4 separate regions of the Mus musculus genome follow, and all the other regions are linked to region 1. A link is a contact called in public Hi-C and HiChIP or PLAC-seq data. All regions are on one chromosome and are shown on one strand. The core of a region is the stretch at or near the end of the contact, and the rest is flanking DNA. Distances in the headings are between cores, read along the strand shown.

The links. Hi-C and Micro-C count contacts between places; a contact is called where the count stands out from the background. HiChIP or PLAC-seq counts read pairs in DNA pulled down with a chosen protein or histone mark.
Region 2: a contact with region 1 is called in a Hi-C map of uterus, with 6 times the contacts expected there. The contact joins the enhancer-like site here to the promoter of Mdm1 in region 1. A contact is called at or near these places in 5 of 39 promoter capture datasets (embryonic stem cells, frontonasal cranial neural crest, hematopoietic stem and progenitor cells and 2 more), 6 of 484 Hi-C or Micro-C datasets (bone marrow-derived macrophages, cerebellar granule neurons, forebrain and 3 more), 8 of 115 datasets of contacts at active chromatin or transcription factors (CD8 T cells, bone marrow-derived macrophages, effector CD8 T cells and 4 more) and 3 of 9 other capture datasets (adipose tissue, liver and pancreatic islet).
Region 3: a Hi-C map of the N1E-115 cell line shows a contact between it and region 1, with 5 times the contacts expected there. The contact joins the enhancer-like site here to the promoter of Mdm1 in region 1. A contact is called at or near these places in 4 of 39 promoter capture datasets (the C10 cell line, second pharyngeal arch cranial neural crest and trophoblast stem cells), 1 of 15 datasets of contacts at CTCF or cohesin (CD8 T cells), 4 of 484 Hi-C or Micro-C datasets (the N1E-115 cell line, bone marrow-derived macrophages, nephron progenitors and 1 more), 2 of 115 datasets of contacts at active chromatin or transcription factors (the SCID.adh cell line and effector CD8 T cells) and 3 of 9 other capture datasets (adipose tissue, liver and pancreatic islet).
Region 4: a contact with region 1 is called in an H3K27ac HiChIP or PLAC-seq map of the HPC-7 cell line, with 7 times the contacts expected there. The contact joins the enhancer-like site here to the promoter of Mdm1 in region 1. A contact is called at or near these places in 1 of 15 datasets of contacts at CTCF or cohesin (CD8 T cells), 2 of 484 Hi-C or Micro-C datasets (nephron progenitors and rod photoreceptor), 1 of 115 datasets of contacts at active chromatin or transcription factors (the HPC-7 cell line) and 3 of 9 other capture datasets (adipose tissue, liver and pancreatic islet).

What each region holds. Positions count from the first base shown.
Region 1 is chr10:118,140,360-118,143,774 of GRCm38.p6, forward strand. It overlaps Mdm1 (transformed mouse 3T3 cell double minute 1), which reads left to right and starts at 1,428. Exons shown (of 14, transcript NM_148922.3): 1 at 1,428-1,603; 2 at 2,491-2,605. The coding sequence starts at 1,586.
Region 2 is chr10:117,905,496-117,909,037 of GRCm38.p6, forward strand. Gm32605 (a long non-coding RNA gene) reads left to right here. Exons shown (of 6, transcript XR_872076.3): 6 at 1-666. Among named protein-coding and RNA genes, the nearest start is that of 4933411E08Rik, 18 kb to the right of the region's middle. Within about 2 kb of position 1,251, at least 233 of the 459 cell types and tissues checked have an H3K27ac peak or open chromatin away from gene starts, as enhancers often do. A contact at or near this core is called in CD8 T cells, adipose tissue, bone marrow-derived macrophages and 10 more, where this site is marked.
Region 3 is chr10:118,004,962-118,008,335 of GRCm38.p6, forward strand. No RefSeq gene overlaps it. Among named protein-coding and RNA genes, the nearest start is that of Gm32663, 6.5 kb to the right of the region's middle. Within about 2 kb of position 2,045, at least 55 of the 459 cell types and tissues checked have an H3K27ac peak or open chromatin away from gene starts, as enhancers often do. A contact at or near this core is called in CD8 T cells, the N1E-115 cell line, the SCID.adh cell line and 1 more, where this site is marked.
Region 4 is chr10:117,980,704-117,984,016 of GRCm38.p6, forward strand. No RefSeq gene overlaps it. Among named protein-coding and RNA genes, the nearest start is that of Gm32663, 31 kb to the right of the region's middle. Within about 2 kb of position 2,023, at least 77 of the 459 cell types and tissues checked have an H3K27ac peak or open chromatin away from gene starts, as enhancers often do. A contact at or near this core is called in CD8 T cells, the HPC-7 cell line, adipose tissue and 2 more, where this site is marked.

The DNA.
Region 1 (3,415 bases), core at 178-2,677:
GAGACTGTGTGGTGACAAAGCTTTGTGTACAATCAGAACCGGCTCTGTCCTATCCTGTAAGGTCCTGGCTGGCTTCCTGCAGGGGGTTTCATTTCATGTTCCACTGTGTCTTGCCTGTGTCATTTTTAATTCACAGGACTGGGGTTCTGTCCTCACCGATTAACATTAACGAAAGGTCTCCTGGATGCATGGCAGCACAGGGTCTTATTTAATATTCTCTCTGTTTTAGATATCAGGTGGCTTCTTCAAATGAATTTTTAAATTATCTCCATGATAATGAAGAAGATCGGAGACATCAATTAGGAGCCAAGAAGAGGAGTCTGCAGGAAGCACTTGAAGGGACTGGGAAGGGTTGATGGGAACATCCCAACACAGGACAAAGGTAAATTCATTATTCCTAGAAGAACCCCGGCAACCTTCTCTCCAGACATATGTCTGCCTTGATCATCTTATCTTCCTCTTCTTGCAGTTGTAATTTTCAAGGCCAAGTCTGAAAATTACCCCTGAGCCTCTTCTAATCATCTCTACCCTCAGGGACCACTCTGCTTCAAACTTCCCATTCATGCCTCTCACTTGGAAAGCGAGCCCAGGACATAGTATATTATGATCGACTAAATAATGTATTTAGCATGTCTGGGTAATTTTTTTTCTGGACTTTCAGAATTAGCAGTGTTTCACGATGGGCAATAACCTATAAAAGTCAAATGGAATTTTATTTTTATTTATTCTTTCAAGACCGAGTTTTTCTGTGTAGCCCGATACTGGAACTCACTCTGTAGACCAGGCAGAGATCTCCCTGGCTCTGCCTGCCCAATGTTGGGACTGGTGGTGCATGCCTTTAATCCCAGCACTATGGAGACAGAGCCAGGTAGATATCTTTGAGTTCCAGGCCAGCCTGGTGTACAGAGGGAATTTTATTTTTAAAAAGGATGAGTTGGCTTTGCGGTCTTAATAAACTTTACTTGAATCATCCTAGGTCGTATGTATTTTTGGACCTATCCTTTTTGACCCAAGGCTCGTGTAACGCTTCTCTCCTTAGCAACTTCTTTTCAGCCGGGTACTCTAGGGGCAATTTCCTTTATGGACAAAGAGACTGTGGGTTCTGTCGTGCATTCTGGAATGCCAGGCACACTTTCACGTTCTGTGATGTCAGGGAGCTGGAACCAGTGAGGTAGGCTCTTGCCGAGCCCGGCCACACTACACAGACAGGCTGCGGTGCGCGCACTGCGGGGACTCTGCCTGCAGCCTCCTGAACAAAGCTCCCGCGGGCTCCGCCCACCGCAGCTCCGGTATCCTCATTGGCCAGCTCTTCGCCCGCCATTAGGGAGCGGGGCCGTGCCCTTACGAGTGCTGGTTGGTCTAATCGTAATGACGGTGAGGGCTGCCATTGGTCTTTAGGCCTCAAAATGGGCGGAGCAAGGCCGAGAGGCGGGGCGGGAGGGCGGCGCGGAGTGCGCCGGCGCGTCGTCGGGGACGCCGGGTCCAGGATCTTGCTAGGGAACCAGTGTTGTCGCGTCGTCCCGCCCCCTCGGGGCTTTTGCTCCCGTTAACTGTCGGCGGGGCAGGCTCCGCAGCGCAGGGCGACATGCCGGTGCGCTTCAAGGTGAGGCCGGGGGCTGGGCGGCGGGTGGCGGGGACGCCGCGGGGTGGGTGCGTGACGCGCCTGTGCCGTACCGAGCCTCCTGGCCGGAGCCTGTGCGGGGCGGAGGATGCTCCGGCCGGTGGCCCAGCGCGGAGGGGCGGGTGGGGAGAGTTCGATGGGGGCCTGACGGCGTCAGTCTGGGGTCGCCAGGAGCGGAGGCGGAAGGAGGGCCCTTGACAGTGGGACGAAAGGCTGCTGTCGGTGTAGGACACCTGTGGTTCCTCTTGCCGATAGCATTCAGCTCCTTTCCTGCAAAACTTTAAAGCGCGCGGGTCTTTTAAACGCTTGGGAAGCGGGCCCCAGTAAAAGGAGAGCGTGGGTAGGTGTGCAGCCTGCTAGTTGCACGTTTGCTTTAGGTTTTGCTCACAGTTCCAGATAGCTGTCTGTGTCTAACGCCTTTCCACGCAACAGGTGGCCACAGTGTTTCTGTAATCCCGGACTCTTTAATTCTAAAGTGCTTGCCAGACAGAGTGGGAGGGGAACACGTCTTTCTCTAATTGCCTTTTATTAAAAGCCATAACATTATGCACTCGATGAATTTAGGATAAACCTCTAGTGAGGACTTAGGTTTGTTACCACACTTTGGAATCAGAGAACCAGTTATAGCGCAGCCTCATTGAGGGACTCCGGCTTGTCTGGCTCGGGTGGTTGTGAGGATTAAGGGGCTACTTAGCCCAGGGCTGGGTAAATATTAGCTATTATTAAGGAGCTTGACTGGGGTTTAATTCTCATTCTTGGGCCTTTCAAGAACACTCTTCAGAGGTTGAGGTTTTTTTGTTTTTGTTTTTCTTTCTGATGCTAAAACACCTCTTCACTACACTGTGCTCAAATTGCACTTTTCATTATAGGGGCTGAGTGAATACCAGAGAAACTTCCTGTGGAAAAAGTCCTATTTGTCAGAGTCTTATAATCCCTCAGTGGGACAAAAGTACTCATGGGCAGGACTTAGATCGGATCAGTTGGGTAAGTTGAGCAAACCAATAGCTATCATAACTTGAATAAACCTTGGGTTCTGTTTACAAAACAATTAAAATCTACCTGTGTTGGCCTCATGTATAATTGGCAAATATTTATTGATGCTATACTGCGATCCCAGAGTCCCTTATGTACAAACAAACAAAAACAAACAAACAAACAAAAAACACAAAGAAACTCATCAAATCGAGTTGTATATAAAATAGCATGATATCAAAAAAAGTTGAATAGTAAAACTGAAGGGGAAACGCCTGAGATTGGTTGTTCTGAAAGAGGCTTTTCTGGAAATGTTTGAGCGGAGAGGAGCAAGCCTGAGGGTGAGGACTTTCAAAGACTTGAAGAATGGAAGGGTAGGTAACAGAGGCATGGCTGGAACTTGCTGGTTTTGGTCAGTGCCATGAGTTCAGAAATCATGTTCTTCCTCTTACATAGGCTTCGTCTCCTGACCTCAGAGAATTTGAGCCCTCGGGCCAAGGTTTCCTACTGCACATTGAAAGAGTGGACTGACTGTTCTATCTACTGTTTCTCTCTCACCAGCTAGGATATTGGAGAGTAGGCCTCTGTCTCCTTGTTTGTCAGTGGAGGCGCAAGGCTTTGAGACACCCTACTTTAACTTATTTTTATTTTTTATTAATGCAAGTATACCTGTGTATATCATGTATGCATGCAGAGGCCAGAGAACCATCCTGGGTGTTGCTCCTCAGGAAGGCCGCCCACTTCATTTTAATACAAGGTCTCTCACTGCCCTGGAGCTCACCAGTTAGACTAGGCCTCCTGGCCAGAGAACCCCCGGGGTCC
Region 2 (3,542 bases), core at 1-2,500, 240 kb before region 1:
CTTTATTCACATTCAGTTGTGAAATTCATTATATCACAGAAATAAAATACCTCAGAGGCACTGGCTCCTGCTCGCTCAGTAAACTAATCTATATTTAGATGCAATTTAGTGGCTTCCAGATAGATGTATTTCCTTCAGAAAAGGACTTCTCACAGTCCATCCTAAGTGACAGGGCAGTGGCTGTTTCTAAGGAAAATTCAAGGAATTTGTGATGTCATCTCGGGTGTGCCAATCCCTCAATTAAGAGAGGACCAGAGGACTTGGTGATCCCCGCACAAACGAAGGGCGTGCATCCTCTGCGTCTCCTCGCGCTGGGTCGCAGTTCGCAGTTCGCTGCGACCACAGTGGGTGTCTAGAAAGTAAAAGGGAGTGTTCTGTTTTATGTAACTTGACTTTGGAAGCTCTGATGACAAGTAACTCCTCTCTAAAGCTCCACTTAGGAACCAGCGCTGAAAACCAGCTGTTAGCCGTCCGCCCCCGCCCCTCCCCCGCGCCGGGCACTTCTGCCTGTGGGTTCCCCCTTTGTTTTTAAATGATTTTATTTTTGGTAAGAGTTAGGCTTCCCGAGCTCTAAAATACATGGAAACCTCCTGCTGTCTATTCGAACGTTGGACGCTCTAACATTTAAAAAAGAAAATCGTGATTAAATTGGTGCATCGTACGTGATAAGGCCGAGGAATGTTTTCTTATTAAAGTTGGCACCAGAATCCTTCTCAGAATGGGAAATGTATTTACTTTGAAAAATACCCCGAGAGTTTGGAGAGCAGAAGAGAGCTCCTGAGGGTTTGGGGTGTGGGCGGAATGTTTCTGAGACAAAGGCAGCGATTTGGCAGGAACTTCAAGCGCGTGGGGCTGGGGAGGAGGAGAGGGCTGAGCCAATGGGAGGACCAGCCTGCCCGCAGCCCCTCAGTCCCACTGTGGTCCTCCACCCTCCTGTGACCCAACTCCCAAAGTATTCGGTGCAAGTCAGTTGTTTTGCTGTTGTTAGAGAGCCTAGGGCAGGCCTGTGGATCAGCCGAGTGGATCTGAGGTGAGACGGGTGGACCAGAGTAGAGGCTGGAGACTGCCCCAGGATGAGGGACAGATCAGAGAGGGTGGGGTCCTAGATCCGAATTTCAGGGCTTTCTGAAACAGATGGGGCTGGAGAGGTTCTTGGTTAAAGCATCCACTTTCTGGACAGAGTCACTCAGGGCTGTGTGTGGGTGGGAAGCTTCCTGGTATAGTCACATGTTGCCTGACTGGAGGGACGTGGAAAGGACTCCACAAACACCAGACGTCATAGCTGTTTTTACAATCTTTGAAGTTGGTTAGACTCCAGTATGTTAATGTCAGTCAGAAGGCGGTTGGTAGGAAAGGAGTCTTTAGCGGGGTAAGGAAAGGACTTTAAGATTCTAAATCTACGTCTTGTAAACACCCAAGGATATCCAATTTTCAAAACGAGTTGAAAATCTTTGAGAATGAGGTATAACTGCCAAGTCCAAACGACACCTAATATTTATTTCCCAAAGGATTCTTGACAATCAGGGACGCTAGGGTGAAAGAGAGGGTGAGTCCACATACTAGACTTTTCAGGTATGTGTATCTACGCTAGGACCAAATCTGGTGATGGGATATATGTATATGTATACACACACATATATGTATGTGTATTCATATGTGTGTATATATATGCATATATATATATAATGTGGGTGTGGTGTGTGTGTGTATATATATATACATACATACATACATACATATATATATATATATATATATATATATATATATACATACATACATATCACAAAATCCAAAAGATCCAAAAGGGAAATCTTTTTTATTTCTGGAACTTTTCTTTTCAATTTGCCAGTGTTACTGGATTTTTTTCTCATATAATATGTACAGTCTAAAATTAATAATTTAATACGTATAAAAATCTGACTGTATAAAGCAAGACTCCCGCTAGGCATAGTAGTTCACACATAATCCTTGGGAGGCAGAGGCAGGAGAATCAGGAGTTGAAGGTCATTACAGTCTACACAGACTATTCAAAGGCTAACCTGATCTATATATTAAAAATAATTAATTAGTGAAATCCAGGCTCTTATAATAAAGTAGACAAATAGCATCATTAAAAAAAAGCCAATAAGGTGTAAAATAGAAAATAAATCCCACAGCCCTAAAACAATGGATTTGTAGTCATCCTAAAATACTAAAATACCTTCTTTAATTATCCAAAGTCTGGCACAAAAAAAATTCTTTATTTTTGTTTTTTTCGAGACAGGGTTTCTCTGTGTAGCCCTGGCTGTCCTGGCACTCAATTTGTAAACCAGGCTGGCCTCGAACTCAGAAATCTGCCTGCCTCTGCCTCCCATGTGCTGGGATTAAAGGCATGCGCCACCACGCCCGGCCCCAATTTTTTTTTTATTTGTTCTTGTTTTACATGCATTTATCCGTACATTCTCTGCTCATAGTAATATTCTCAGGTAAGTGAAATTTTGCTAAGGCATATCAGTAGGTGTAACTACCTAGCTGACCTCTTTCTCAAATTGGGAAGTCAAGTCATCGAGTTAATAACCCATTAATACAACCTGACAGTGCTATTAACCTAAGACAAGCATCGAACGTCAAAACATCCCTCCGTCCGTATTAGAACTGAGCTCTGGCGGGGCATCATTTAATTGAATCTCTAGATTCACTCTGAATGAGGATAAGCTATGACTGAGCCCTTTTCATGCAGAGCATCCTGACGGATATAGTACGATCATCATTTACATGATCCAAGATTAGGCTGATAATAAAAGGGAATTAGGCTGAAATACCAGCCTAGACTCCTTCAGCTTGTGTTTCCCTTAGAAAAGCAACACACGGCTGGATTCCCGGAGGCCTGTGAGGACTTTGGTAATCTCTATGGATTAGATGTGGAATGAAATTCATTAACTGATTCAACAAATATTTGCTGAACTCCGATTCCACGCCAGGCTGTATCACACAGCTCGGGAAGCCACAGAGAAATGGCAGGCTGTCTCCCTGGCCTCCTACGGCAACGGCTGGCAGACAGAGTACAGACCGGTTCTTTGTTTGTTTTTATTTTTAATCCTGAACGGGATCTCTTCATCATTTCAAATGGTAATAACTTTTGGAAAGAAAAACCAAAAGGTGATACACAGGTAGGAATTTATGAATAAATAAAGGAAGGCTTGCAGGAGGGGCAACACTAAAACTTTAGGTCAGAGAGTTCCAGCCTGAAGAAGAGTTTATCACACATCAAATCTTTCCTACCGGTGATATATAGATCTGAATATATATACATATATATATGTATATATATATGTGATATATGTATATGTGTGTACATATACACATATACATATATCAGATATATAGCAACCAGAAAGCATTTCTTTCTAAATGTACATATGTGTGTGTATATTTCTAAATGTATATGTGTGTGTGTGTGTGTATAATTTTTAATACAAAAAAGGCAAGAATATTAGTTGTCTGTCTCCACATAACAAATTATTAGAAAATTTAATGGCTTAAAAATGATAATGAACATT
Region 3 (3,374 bases), core at 795-3,294, 130 kb before region 1:
GAGCTAATAAAACGGTCCTTGAGCTCCCTTCTGGGTCTGTTTTTAAAGCCTTTTATTAATGAGACTAAGAACCCCAAAGGGAACGCAATGTTCCCGGTAGCAACGTTGAAAACAGCACTGCCTTATATTGTATCATGGAGCTAATGTTAGGCAAGATACCCTCTGCAGCTTCCGGCTCCGTGTGGCACCTGGGTCCTGGACCGGAAGGCTGCAAATCAGTGGTCAGGAGCTCTTCGGGCTGGTCCATGTATCCTGTCAGTCACAAGGCCTGGAGACCTATTCTTAGACTCTCAGTTCTTATAGACCTTATTAAAATGGTAATATCCTTGCTGGCATCAATCACTGACAAATTATGCACGGGAAACTTGGGCTCCGGTTTGCAGAACAAGCTTTTCTGGAGGGGATGGTTCACAGGGAAGTGCTGGGAAGTGGTAGCCATTCCTCAGGGAGTGAAAGGAATATGTAGAGTTTGAGGGGTGAGCAGGGCAGCCATTCCAAAAGGCTCCAGGAGAGGAAGCTGATGGGACCACGCTTTGTCTCTGTTGCCTGCTCCTCTGCTAGTAGGCGATGGTTGAAACTATCCGAGGTAGAACAGAGACTTGATCCCATATTCTACAGTCACGATATTAAACATTGGAGATAGTTTATGTGAAATATATCACTAAGCAAGCTTGTGTCTGTGAGAATATATGTCATACATCTAGATGGCATGGTCCACTATATCCCTAGGCGTGTGTGTGTGTATGCATGTGTTTGTATGTTGTGTATATGTATGTGTGTGTATGTATGCATGTATGTGTGTGTATATGTATGTGTATGTATGTATGTATATGTGTGTATGTATGTATGTGTGTATGTATGTATGTATGTATGTGTATATGTGTATATGTGTGCGTATATATGTGTACACACTTGTGTATATGTGTATGCATGTGTGTGTGCATGTGTGTATGTGATATTGCCTATTGCCACGGTGGGGGAAAATAGCATGAGATTAAATCAAACACACACACACACACACACACACACACACACACACACACACACACCACACTCAAGAATGACTTGGATCTCAGGCTGGTCTCAAACTTGTTCTGTAGCTGAGGTTGTCATTGAACTCCTGATCTTCCTGCTTCTGCCTCCCAAGTGCTTGGACACCAGGCATGTACTAGCATGCCCAGTGAGTCCTTTATTGATATTATCGAGTATAGTCTGTACATAGCTGTATGTGCTTTGTTTTTATACTAATAGCAGTTCAGTGAGTTTGCTTGGCCAACTTCATCATGGACATGTGTATTCTATGAAGGCCATGATGCTAAACCCCTGAAAATGTTCATCTCTATTATAATCTGTCCCACCCTGACAGAAGTATTACATGGCTGGTGCCTTGTTTGTACTAGAAACTAGAAAGAACAGGTGTTAGATGTACTAGCAAGAAAAGGAGTGTTCATTAGTGGTGAGGAAGGGAGTGCCAGGCTATTTGTAAAGCTTTGTATTTTAAAGTTGTAAATTATTTATAGGACTTTAAATATGTTGATAGAACAAATACCAATCTAATACTTTAATAGGCTATGGTGAGTAATATAGGTTCTTTTAGTGGGAGAAATTAGAATACTGTGTTAAATCATTCTTTATGGAGACACATGACTTTTACCACATTGAGGAAAAAACCCAACCTTATTGTCTTAACAGTAGCTGAAATCGAGAGTTCGTAGATGTTATAAGTGGTTCACGGAGCTGTAATGTGAGATGAGAGTAGATTTATCACTGCCTCTGATCATTGAATTTATTTCTTCTATTTATTTGGTACTTATTGTTGGTCTTCCTCGCTTATTATATTCAGATCTTAAATATTCCTCAGAGGGGCTTTCGTTAAAGGCTTGGCTGCCAGTCATACTGCTTTGGGAATATTGTTGTTATTCGTGGTCGTGGTGGTGGGACCTTTAAGAGGTGGGGACTAGCGGAAGGAAGGTATGTAGTTGGTGGTTTCTCCTTGAAGAGACTGCTGGGCCTCCAGCCTCTTCCTTTTACTCTGCTTCCTGGGCACAGGAGGCAGCAGCTGTACTCCCTGACACGGCGTCTGTCTCACTACGGTGATAGGAGAGTAGACAGTGAGGTCAACACTGGCAGAAATGTGGACCAGAAATCTTGCCTCACAGCAGACGCTATGCAAAGGACTCAGAAAGGTCCCAGCTGTGGGCAGGACACAGGCAGTGCTGGGTCTCTCACTTTCCACAGGGCAGATATTGGAGTCCTGGCAGATAGGTACCAGACTCAATTATTCACTGATCAAACTATAATCCAGAGACCATGAGTCAGCCCCTCCAAACCATGAACACACTAAGTCTTTTGTCTCTATAGGTTGATGTATTTCAGGTGTTTTATCACCAGGAAGGATCTGACGGAAGCAAGCCTGTGGTGAAGGGCGGGCCTGTTTCTCCATCCTCTACTGTCTTTCTGACGTCCCTGCACGGTGCCCAGTAAGATTGGCCTGTATTCATGGAATGAAGATTTATAATCCAGTCTCACCCATTGGCTCGAAATTACTGCCTTCCTAAATTTAACTACTAAAACGAGGTGTCTGGAAATCTTTAAAACAAAGACGAAGGCTTGATCTTGGCATGGTATTCATCATGAGTACATGTGCTGCTGGACAGTGGCTAGTGTAGCTTCATGTTTCCACATCTGTTATTTTAAAATAAATTATTCAGTGCTGCTAGATTACCTCTAAATGGTATCAATCAATTACAACTGGGGTGCTTGAGTCTTGAAGGAATAGACTTTTTTCTTTTTTTTTCTTTCACTTTTGTTTTCTTTCTTTCCATCCTTTCTTTCTGTCTCTGTCTCTCTGTCTCTCTGTCTCTCTGTCTCTTTTTCTTTCGATTAGATTGACTAAGTTCTTATCTCTTCTCCCCCAGGAAATATTAAAACGACTTGGCCTCTTGCCAGACTCTTTCCCTCCCACCTCTATAGAAGATTTAATTAGTGTGCACATTATTTGGGTTGCTCATTCCATTACTGCTGGGCAGGGGGCAGAGGAAGGCCCTTGAATAAGGAAAGTGAGGTAAAGCCCCACCCCCATCCTCAGAGAAGTGAAGTCTCCTGTCCCAGCTTTTCCTGGCAGTGAATAAAGGCTCCTAGGGGATGCTGAAGGCTTGCGTTTCTGTAGAAGTCCCTGCCAGGGCTTTCCATACCGAAATGAACCATTGTTGCCTGTGTCAGGTTTGCTCTTCATTTGCGTGGTGTATTTCTTCTGCGTCGGGGGTGTTACGGAAGCCCTAACCTACTGTGTTCATTGTCACAGATTTAAACGTTGGGTTTTCTGCAAGGCCACAAAAAAATGCTGTTTAAAGACATTAATGGGTAATTAGCAT
Region 4 (3,313 bases), core at 773-3,272, 160 kb before region 1:
ATGTTCGTCTCTGGTCCTGCCAGGGTCATCTTGCCACCAGGGCTGGGGTCTGATGATTGGGTATGACATTAAAAGATGGTGGGGTACAAGAGACAGAGGGGTTTGCTCATTTGTTCCACATGCATTTACTTATTTTCTAATTAAAAATTATAAGACACACATATCTCCATTAATATATGCAAGCACCTTTTGTTTGGTCTGGTTTGTTTTTTCAAGACAAGAGTTTCACAGTGTAGCTCTGGCTGTCCTGGAACTCACTTTGTAGACCAGGCTGGCCTCGAACTCACTGAGATCGGCCTACCTCTGCCTCCCGCCTTGCTGTCAGACACCATGTTTGTTTATTTATTTGTTTATTTATTTACTGGAGACAAAGCAATGTAAAAGGTAGAAGAAGCAGAGAGGAGACACCGAAGGGAAGCTGCTTTTTGCAAGTTTATAGTTTGGGGCAGCAAAGATTATTAATTGCCTAAACTAATTAGGCAAATAGTACCTTTGCCACAAGTTCTACAATAAGTACTGAATATTGTCAGAAAGAATCATTGGTTTTAACTTATGGATCAGAAGGGACAGCTGGCAGTCATAGAATCTTGCTTAGTACAAAAAACAAAAATCCCCAAAACCCATCACACCGTAAAAATTAAGGCAGATGCACGACCCAAGGCTGACCAGCTGCATTAAATATAAAGTATAAATGGATGGTCCCAGGTCTTTCAAAGCTATAGTATCCCATGGCAGGTAATGGGTTTGTCTCCATTAAGCAAATCAAACAAACCAGAACCCACAGAATGGATGTTAAAGGGTCCGGACTGGCCCCACCTCCTGAACGCCTTTGTGTAAAAGGTGGTTTCACAACATTAAGGTGAGGTTGGTGAGGCGGTCAGGAGCAGTGGTGGCAAGCTGGGGTTGAGGTCACAGGGGAGAGCTGCTGGGGGAGGGGCAGCAGGAACCAAGGCTGTGCGCATCTAACAGTTCCGGTGGTCCCTCACATCCCTGGCTCATCTTCTGGGCTACAGTCTCATCCTGTAAGGCAGTCTGCCGAGTTGTTAGAATCGGGTCCTGGGAGACAAATCCCCCGCTCTGCCTGGGGCCTTTTCCTTCTTCTGCCTCGAGATTCCTAGGGACTCTTTCATTTTTATTTCTTCTTAGGATCCATCGTTTCAACAGTCTGATGGATTAAGCCACACAAACGTCTCTTTAGACCAGTGGTTCTCAACCTTCCCAATGCTCCCGCCCTTGAATACAATTTCTCATGTTGTGGTGAGGAATAAAATTATTTTTGTTGCTACTTCATAACTGCAATTTTGCTACTGTGATGAATCATAATGTAAGTATCTGATTTTTTTCTGATGGTCTTAGGCGACCCTTGTGAAAAGGTTATTTGACCACTAAAGGGCTCGTGACCTACAGGTTGAGAACCACTGCTTTAGACCCTCTTCATTTCTGTTAGGCTGGCTTCCGATAGTTTATTCTTCTTTAGAGTGGAGAAGAGAAATGACAAAAGAAGAGAAAAAGAACAAAAAAGGAGAAAGGAACAAAACTCCAAGACACGACAGCGTGTGTGTTGGGGGACAGGCGCTGAAAAGCTAAAATGGCCAGCAGGTGTATATGAATATAAACGATTTGTTTGTTTTAAAACTCACTGTAAAGAGAGTGGCGATGGAGACGATGGCAAGAGGCACAAAAATAAACAGCAGTAATTTAAAAAGAGGATAACCACAGGAATAAAAATATGAGGTGAATTTGGCAAAGGACCCAGCTAACTTTAGGGCCAGTTCCTTCAAACGCTTGTTTTTACAGGGTGGTAGGACTTTAAATCTCTCAGAACCTAATGAGACCCTAGACACTCGTGTCTTAAATACACACAAGCACATATTTTGTTGGTGTGCATTTTCCTGTGGAAGGAGCCGAGACTCAGATGTGTTCTTGGCTGTCGCTGCAAGGACAGTTTCTAGGACATTTTATTTGGCTGTTCAAGCTCAGGCGAATTGTCAGCAAATAGAGATTGGTCTGCAGAAATAACGTGGCTTCCTGGAACGTCAGGGGAAGGAAATGGGTGGTTTCTTTAATTACTATAGCGTTTCCTTGTGTCTGTGTTATAACTAAAATAGATGTTTGGCTAATGTCCCAAGGAGGAAAGGTGAATCTGGGAAATGAATGGACCCAGAAGCTATGTATAGCTGTGTTCTTGGTTAAGACAGCATGGCTCTTTGTCTGCAGTATCCTGACTACATCGAGGTGGACTGAAATCTGTTCCCTGATAGGCAGTCCGTTGAAATCCAAGGGCTTTACTATTTACATATGGAGAGCTAATGACTTTAATGTAGGCAAAAGAGCTTATTTACAAGGAAGCTGTGGCTGAGGCTGGCAGGAAGAGTGTTGCTAGGCCCTTAATTAATTGATTTGCTAATTATTCTTTTCTGCTGGGTGTTGAAGTACTTTTCCTAATGAGCAGCAGAAGCAGGAACTCTGTGGAGAGCAGCTTTAGCACAATCGTGAGCAGGGGTCTCTGGGACGGTGTTTAAGGGGCTTTTGGTTCCTTCGATGATGAAATCCTGCACTTCATAAAATAGAGGACCAAACATCTCCCTATATCCGGGTTTATTTATCAGTTTATGTGACTTAACTCAAATCTGCACATTTACTAAAATTGACACTAAATTAGATAGCGTTCGAGTTTAAACCAAACCAAACCAAACCAAAACATTTCCGCTGAAAGGGTGGGACGGGAGTAAAGAGGCGGCTTCTTGGTCAAGAGTATTTCCTCCTCTTCAGAGGACCCAAGTTGGCTTCCCAGAGCCCTTGTCAGTCAGCTTTCAACTTCCTGTAACTCCAGCTCCAGGGTATCTGCTATGCTTCTGGTCTCCAAGGACACCTGCACACATTGCATGAACGCATGCTCACACACACACACACACAAACACACACACACACACACACACACACACACACGCTTACAGTACACACTCACACACACTCACATACACATTCACATTTACACACATGTATTCACACACACACTCACATACACTCACACGTACACACATTCACACACATACTCACACACACACTCACATATACTCACACATACACACATTCACACACACTCTTACACACATTCAAACACACACTTTCACACATACACACACATTCTCACAACACACAAAACACATTCACGTGCACACTCACATTCACACACTCACACACACATACATTCACTCTCACACACAACACAATCTCACACACATTCAAACACACACACAACACACTCTCACCTTCTCACAGACATTCACACTTTCACACAATTTACACACAC